Linked DNA regions of Mus musculus: region 2 is linked to region 1. Evidence: chromatin contacts called from public HiChIP or PLAC-seq data. All regions are on one chromosome and are shown on one strand. The core of a region is the stretch at or near the end of the contact, and the rest is flanking DNA. Distances in the headings are between cores, read along the strand shown.

Evidence for each region. HiChIP or PLAC-seq counts read pairs in DNA pulled down with a chosen protein or histone mark.
Region 2: a contact with region 1 is called in an H3K4me3 HiChIP or PLAC-seq map of bone marrow-derived macrophages, with 4 times the contacts expected there. The contact joins two enhancer-like sites. A contact is called at or near these places in 1 of 39 promoter capture datasets (hippocampal neurons), 1 of 484 Hi-C or Micro-C datasets (CD8 T cells), 1 of 115 datasets of contacts at active chromatin or transcription factors (bone marrow-derived macrophages) and 1 of 9 other capture datasets (liver).

What each region holds. Positions count from the first base shown.
Region 1 is chr1:165,734,664-165,738,524 of GRCm38.p6, reverse strand. No RefSeq gene overlaps it. Among named protein-coding and RNA genes, the nearest start is that of Gm46168, 15 kb to the left of the region's middle. Within about 2 kb of position 1,939, at least 43 of the 459 cell types and tissues checked have an H3K27ac peak or open chromatin away from gene starts, as enhancers often do. A contact at or near this core is called in bone marrow-derived macrophages, where this site is marked.
Region 2 is chr1:166,136,411-166,140,605 of GRCm38.p6, reverse strand. The region is part of intron 1 of Gpa33 (glycoprotein A33 (transmembrane)); the gene reads right to left. Among named protein-coding and RNA genes, the nearest start is that of Gpa33, 8.3 kb to the right of the region's middle. Within about 2 kb of position 2,290, at least 102 of the 459 cell types and tissues checked have an H3K27ac peak or open chromatin away from gene starts, as enhancers often do. A contact at or near this core is called in bone marrow-derived macrophages, where this site is marked.

The sequences.
Region 1 (3,861 bases), core at 690-3,189:
TTAAGAGCATTTGCTGCTCTTGCAGAGGACCTGGGTTCAGTTTCCAGCATCTGCGTGGTGACCACACCAATTTTACCTCCAGTTCTAGGGACTCCGAAGCTCTCTTCTGAACTGAGGTTACCAGGTATGCACATAGTATGTATGTAGTGCACATACACACATGTAGGGGAGCCCTCATACACATAACATAAAAACAGGTGCTGCATAATAAAGAACAATGAACTCCTGGGGTCATTTTCCAAGAGTGGGTCCATTTCACTCACAAGAGTTTTGATCTCTCCTGTCCTAATCAGATGCTAGTCCAATCTGAAACAAGTCTTGTCTACAAGAGAATGGTCTAATCAAAGAGAGTCTAATCTTAAGCAGTAGCCCAAACGAAGGCTACTCTCTTTGTAGATTGAACAGCACAGCACATATGGTAACAAAAAAGGAAGGAGGAACCTTTGTCTTAGGCAATCGATGCTTTCCAAACCACACAAGGCCACATAAACTCCTAACGGATCTGGTGGCTTCAATTTGCTCTAAAATCACATTGGTTCTTACAGACAATAGTTTTTTAAAAAGGACTTGAAGTAGGGAGGGGGTGTGCTGGGGTGCCTGATGCCTAGGGGTAGTGAGAAGGAAGGGGGGAGAATGTATACAACCAAGATACATTGTTTACATGTATGATATTGTCAAAGAATAAATAAAAGATAGTCTATTTTTAAAAAGAAAGAAACCACAGCTTAAAATAAACATATATCAAGGCGTTTTGCTCGGAGATGTTTGTCCTTGTGAGCAATGGCATCTGATCTCACTTCTCTACCCTGCTCAAATCATCACAGACTTGCTGTGGCAACATCCCCTTTCTAAACTATTCCCTGAGCAGTTATTGAAAATTCAGCTTCCTTCTGGAGGGGGTGGATTCCTCAGGCCCAGATTAATGGCGTCAGATCTGTGGGTGAGGCTGCATCTATAATAAATAAAGGCTGTCCCAGAACACTGCTGTTTGAGAATCCCTTTGATGTCTCCCTTTCTTTCACGAGCTACAGGATTCACTGACTCTTTTTCTCAAAGGGACTTGGAAGCCAGGCGTGCTGGGAGCATCTGTAGCTACAGCTCTCTGAGAGGCTAAGCAGGAGGCTATCAAGTTCGAGGCGAGCCTGGGCTACATTGTGAGATGAGGTATCAAAAGATTCCAGTAGCACCAACAGGAGATTTGGGCCTAGTTTTCTCCTTCTGTTGAGTTTTCTTCTTCTGAAGTTGGCACTGTGAGTCATGCATCTAGGTAAATAATTTTCTCAAATGCCAGCGCACGCGACCGGCGAGAGGAGAGCTTTGGGGAGACAGCTCTCTCCTTCCACCTTATCGATGCAGGCTCTGTCTTATGTTCTCTGATGGAGTGAAGCTGAGTACTCCTAGCTAGCTGGCCTAAGAGCTTCCAGCCAGCTCTGTCACCAGCTCTCATCTCTCAAACGGAACGTTGGGGTTACAGATGAGGGCTTCTGTCTCTAACGTTTAACATGGGATCACCAGGTGTTGAAACTGGGTCCTCAACCCAGGTCTTCAGGCTCCGACAGCAAGGACCTTTTTTTTTTTTTTAAACCTTCTGAGCTGTTTTGTCCCTTCGTCCTTCTCATTTATTTAAAGGACAGCAATCTTACTGTTTGTCAGCAGCAGGGCCTTTATCAAGAGATTGCATGTTTGCATTCTGTCACGTTTATCAAAAGCCCAGTCAAGAGAAATAAATCTTTGTTTGATGGATTTCCTGAGAATGTGTGGCTCGCTCATTTAAACATTTTAAGCAGGTCTAGACTCTACTTTGGAAACAGGGAGACAGTAGCCTCCCTGGGATTGACTGACTGCTCTCTCGGATGCTTTAATGAACCTTGCTTCGGAATTACGTCACCAGTCTTACTTTGAACACTGTTGAAACAGAGGGATGCCAGACTTGGGGCAAACCTATGATCCTGGCTCTTTGGAGGCTGAGGCAAGAGGATAATGAGTTTGAATCTGAGATCGGCCTGAGTTATTTTGTGAGTTCTATATTTATACAGCAAGACCTTGCCTCAAAATAAATACAGGAAGAGAGAAGGGAAGAAAAATGAGAGTGAGTTGTGGGGGCAGAGATCGCCACAGTTCTAAGACTGAAGCGTCTTTCTCTGGAGACTGTGTGGCATGCTCTGGTCACAAGAGGGCGCTGTTTCTATAGCTTGCAACAGTCTTGCAAATGATCTGTGAACTCATGGATGGGAGAAGTTTGCTGTCTCAGAGTCGCAGGTTTCCGCAGTGAGGCATGTTTCGACACTCCAGTCCAGACTGTAGCTGGAGCCTCCCCAAACAAGGACGTCTGTGCAGAGACAGAACCAGTATTGTCAAAACATCAGTTTCAGGATCTAAACTAGAATAAAAGATAAACGACCTAGAATATTTCTTGGCTTAAAACGGAAGTATTGGAGCTGTACGGATGGCTCAGCAGTTAAAAGCACTTTTTGCTCTGGCCGAGACTCAAGTTTGATTCCCAGTATCCACATGGAGGGTTCCAGAGGATCTGATAACCTCGTCTGGTTTCTGCAAGCACTACATGCGTAAGGTATCCATACATAGGTAGTCAAACCACTCATAAACATAAAATAAAAATAAATAAACCTTTAAAATGGAAGTGTCATCCCATGATGCTGTGGTGGGCCCACACAAGTATCCATCCGAAGCATCGGGTCACAGCACGTCATACCTGCCAGGGACTCAGAACACAGAGGGCCAGTGAACTCAACCACCGTTAAGCAAGTGAGTGGGTTGTGTTCTACTGCACGGATTTTACTGGACCAAAGAAAACCAACAGGGGAATTCGCGTTGGAAGAGGCACGTCTGGACTCAAAATGGAGGCCATGATCCAAAGGAACCAGAGCAGCTGAGAAAGCTGTTTTTTGGTGGTCTGAGCTTCGGAACCACAAATAACTTAAGAGAACATTTTGAGAAACGGGGCACTATTAGAGACTGTGTGATAATGAGGAATCCCCAACAAGACGTTCCAGAGGCTTAAGGCTCCTGACCTTATCTCTTGATGCTGCGGTGAGTGTTCCCCCCACCCCCCTCCCAAAGCTGATGACTGGGGTGGAACCGAGGCGCCATTTCTAGAGAGGCCAAAAGCCATGGTACTTGTTGAACAGTGAAAGAAAATGTTGGTAGTATAAAGGAAAATACAGAAGAGTATAATCTAAGAGACTACTTTGAAAAGTATGGCAGAAGCCATCTACATCATAGAAGTCAAAGAGTGGGGAAAAAAAGAGGATTTGCTTTTGTAACTTTTGATGATCATGGCAGAGTTGATAAAATTGTTCAGAAATACCACACTGTCAATGGGTGTAATTGTGAAGTGGAAAGAGCTGTTTCTAAACAAGAGATGCACCTGCTGACCACAAAGAGTCTGTCAATGGGCATAATTGCGAAGGAGAGATGCAGTCTGCAGGATCGTAGAGGGTTGGGGAGGAGGATGTGGCAACTTTGTGGGTCAGTGAGGAAACTTTGGAGGCAATTTTGGTCTTGGTGGAAACTTTGGTGGAAGAGGAGGCTATGGTGGCAGAGATGGTGGCTGCAGAGGTAGTTACAGAAGTGGTGATGGTGGATATAAAGGATTTGAAGGTGATGGTGGTAACTGTGGTGGTGGTCATGGTTACAATAGTAGAGGAGGCAATGGTGGTGGACCAGGATATGGAGACCGAGGTGGTGGAGGAGGATGTAACGGTTACAATGGAGGGAACTTTGGTGGAGGTGACTGTGGTGGTGGTGGTGGTGGTGGTAGGAACTATAATGACTTTGGAACTTAGAGTGGATAATGGCACGGATCCAGGGGTGGGTTAGTTTTGGTGGAAGAAGCTCAGG
Region 2 (4,195 bases), core at 1,041-3,540, 400 kb before region 1:
CACTTCAGATCCTCAAGGCTCCAGCAAAGCTCTGCAAGGTGTTCTTTGACAGCCTGGCAGAGTCATACATAACTTTCACATCAGAAGGGTGGGTGGTTAGTAACTCAAGACACTTGGTGGAGGACCTATGCCTGAGTTATTAGAAACTGTGCCCACAAGGGACTGGGGACACACCTCGCAGTGGATCTTGCCCACCATGCAAAAAGTCAATGGCCAGGGCCAGGACAGGATCCATATCACGACAAACTACTAAGCAATGACTTGGAAATTCATGCTACCATTCGGGTTTTTTTTTTTTAATGGATATTAATAGAAATTAAAAAGACAGCTATTTAAAGGAAGAGAAACTTCCTGGATATAAAATAAAGGACCAAGTGAGCCCCTCCCAAAGAAGGGAAGCCCCACCAGCAAGAAGCCCTAAGTGGTAATGAGAGGCCATTTAAGCCCCCTGCGGAGCTAGGGTATGGAGACCCAGCTTGAGGCCTCCATGATTGCTTGTAAATAATTAAGGTTTGTTAAGAAGATAACAAGCTGTCTCCTGAGAGTGAAGTGGAAAGTAATACATCCCAGGAAGATAATGAAATGCTTCGAGGAGCTGGCTGCCTGAGGCACACACAGCATATTACGGGAGCCCTGGGGAAACTGGCAGGAACGCTTGGCCACTTAGAAAAATCCATTTGCTCAGACAAACCACAGATTCTTGCTCAGGGAGGAGATGCTGAAGGCCAGAAGGGACCAGCCTGGGCCAGGCAGACTCTTTCAGGTGAGGAGGATGGGTGTGTCTCTAAGGGGGGGGGGGGGACAATTCCCATGGGCAGGTAGGTTTGTCCTCCTTCCTAGGTACAGCAGCCCAGTGCTGTGCTGGGGACAAAGAACAGAGAAACCAAAGCCACAGGGAGGGTTTGGTTTGGTTTGGTTTGGTTTAGTTTGGTTTTTAGAAATCTATCCACACTTGTTGAACTGTTGGGTCAACATAGATCTTTAGGAACCTATAAATTCGGGTCAATTCAGTACATTTCTTCTAAAACCCTAGACCTGTGCCAGGCCCAACAGAACTTACAGAGTTTGTTCATAGTCTACAGTCTCTGGAGGTTCTTCTCCCACCCCACCCCCACCCCACCCCCTCCACCTGCCACCCCACCCCCATCCACAGCCAATCCTTGCTGGTCTACCTTTCTGAGTATAATCCGCATGTTGACATGCGTCTGTGTGTAGGCTCCTTCTTTTACCAGCTGGGGTTCTCTAAGAGGACCCCGTGTCTCAGACTATTCTAGTAAGTGGCACTCACTGGCTCAATGCCCAAGAGGCCTGCCTCTTGGCTGGGTACTAATTAGGACTTTGTTGATTGAGTGGCTTGTGGCAAAATCCCTAATAAGAAGCAGGTAGATGTCACTGTCAACCAGTACCCTAATGGAGCCTAATAGAGTATTAGGAGTAAGGGTGAGAAGAGAGAGATAGGAGGAGGGGAATCAGTAAGAGGGTTTTAACAGGGAAGCAGGGAAGAGTATTGAGGAGGTGAAATTGGACTTCGCCCTCGAGGGATGCCATTCACTGTGTTGAATTCATAGACATAAGGGGAAGAGGAAGGGTGCAGGGGTTGTGTCTGCACAACCCACAGTCCCGCATGACCACAGACACAGGGTGAATTCTAAAAGACAACAAACCAGAAAGACAGCATCAATAACAGCTATCTTTGGACTTTGGGTATCAAAGGGCAGTTTAGGGTTTTGCCTCCGGATACATTCGTCTAAGTTTCCCCGCAATGGGCAGCAGCCCTGTTCCAGCTGCAAAGCCAAGAGGCGGAGGCGGCACAAGCAACCAACCCACTGTGTCCCGCAGCTTGCCTGACACAGTATGATGAAGGAGCTGAAACCAGACAAAGACTCTGGAGGTTTCTCTAGTCCCCTCCAGACAGGATAGAGAGGCTTGGGAAGCCTCCAGGTTACAGTGAACGAGCTTCTAAAGAGGAAGAGATAGAAGACAGAGGAGAGAACAGAGAAGAAGAGCATCTTGGGAAGGGGCAGGAACACGGGAATGGATCGCGTCATAGGAGGATAAAGCTCACTCGCGGTGTGTTACCCACTCCCTCGCAGGGCACGTATTAGCAAGCTGGTGGGCAAGTGAAGGGCAGGGAGCTTTGGGACACCAAGTGACACTTTATTCTTCTCCAATGAACTGGGCGGCTGTCCTAACCGGAAGTGTCTGTCTAAAGTCGTGTCTGTGCTGCCCGCGTCAGATGTCTGTGGCATGCCTGACTCACCAGCGCAGAAGAAAAGGAAGTGGCCCAAAGGTCAGTGGGTGGCGAAGAGGATGCATCTCGGGAGGGAAGGCCGTTTCCAAGGGCAGTAGCTGGTGCCCTGTGCAGGGGCCTGCTCTGAGGACAGAGGGAGCTGGGCGCATGGGAGGGAGGGAGAAGACAGCAGGGGAATGGAGTTGAGCGTTGCCAATGTGAGACAGCTTGAGGGTCATTGCCCTCACCTCCAAGGTCAGTATGTCTCTGTAAATCATGTGTCTGAACACCGGAATTCCTACACTGGGTAGAGGGGAGAGACTCCAGCTAAAGGGCAGGGACCGGGGAAGGAAGAGACCTCAGCCACTCTTCTTCCCTCTCACACATCAGACAGGTACAAGAGTCAGTTGTGGAGAGGACAGAGTAAACTTAGAAAAGCTAGGCTCGGAGAGGCACAGGAGACAGTGCAGGGCTAGCAGGCTTGTAGCCTGGAAAGAGGCAAGAGGGCAGGGGAGCATGCATTATCACTGTCCAGCAGGGCTCCAGGTACCCTGACAGAGGTGGAGAAGCCTACAGTGGCACAGTTCTGCTTGCTCAGAGGCCAGTCCTCTGGGTGAGTCAGATGGCAATAAATAAATAATCTCAGAACAAATGTGAAACCACCATGGTCACAAGTGCCCCCTCCCCCACAATACCACACCCACACAGTGAGAAAACGGACTGAGCACCTCAGGAGAGGGGAACACGGTCCTCAGCAGAGGCTGGAGGGGAAGCAGCATCAAGAAAGAGAGACAGAAGAGGAGATGTGTGGGAAGTGGGCAAGGTTGGAGAAATAGGCAGAGTGTAGCAACAGGACCAAAGGCGCTTGCTCTCGCTCTTGCTCTCTCTCTCTCTCCCCACCCCCACCCCACTCCTGATAAAACACAAAGGCCAACAGTGTACCAGGTCCATGAAGGCCGCTCTGGACAAACCTGCTACTTGGCTCCCTTCCAGCCAGATTCCCTATAGCCACCCCACCAGTTCCTCCCTATAAAGCAACTCTAGGGTCACACCACTGACTTAAGCATGAGTTAAGTCCAAGCCTAAGAGGTCATGACGACAAGAGGTCAAGCAAAATGAGCAGAGTCAAGCAAGGGTGGAAGACAGTGTCAGAAGCACAGAGGGCTGACCTGGCTTTAGGTGAGATAGCGGGAGCCATCAACGGTGACCTGGCAAGTTATGATAGGCCCAAAATTCTTTGAAACTGTTCTCATCAAGAATCAAGGTTTGAGGCGCGGCAGGCATAGCAAATACCTTTAATCCCAGCACTTGAGAGGCAGAGGCAGACAGATCTCTTAAATTCGAGGACAGCATGATCTACAGAGTGAGTTCCAGGATAGCTGAGGGCTACACATTGAAATCTTGTCTGGACAAAAGCAACAAAAAGAAAGAAAAAAAGAATCAAGGTGTGGCTGAAGGCGTAGGTCCAGTGGTAGAACACTTGTTAGCATTCACAAGGTCCTCCATAACCACGAAAGAAAGGAAAAAGGGAGAGAGAAAAGGAGGAGGGAGGGAGGGAGGAGTGGGGAGGGAGGGAAGGGTGGGGAGGGTAGGTGGATGAGAGGTGAAAATAAAGAAAACTATCTCCCAGGGGTGGTGGCACCTATCTATGATCCCAGCATTTGGGGACAGAGAGACAAAGGCCCAGAGATGTATGTTCCAGCCTAGGACACACAGCAACAACAGAAAGAAATAAGACTCCTCTCCCCTCCCTTAAGTTGCAGCCTATGACTCCCTGAACAGCCCGGGTGCAGCAGATTTGCTCTGGGCTCCAGTTTGGGACTGGGCACTACCATTTTCTAGCTCTAGGTGTTTGCTCTTGGCTTCCTACTGAGGCTTTGAGGAAGCGAAGGCCTATACCGTGGAAGGCCACAGGGAGCAAAGCCAGAGCCAACACCAGATTGCCTGCTGCCGACGGTACCACCA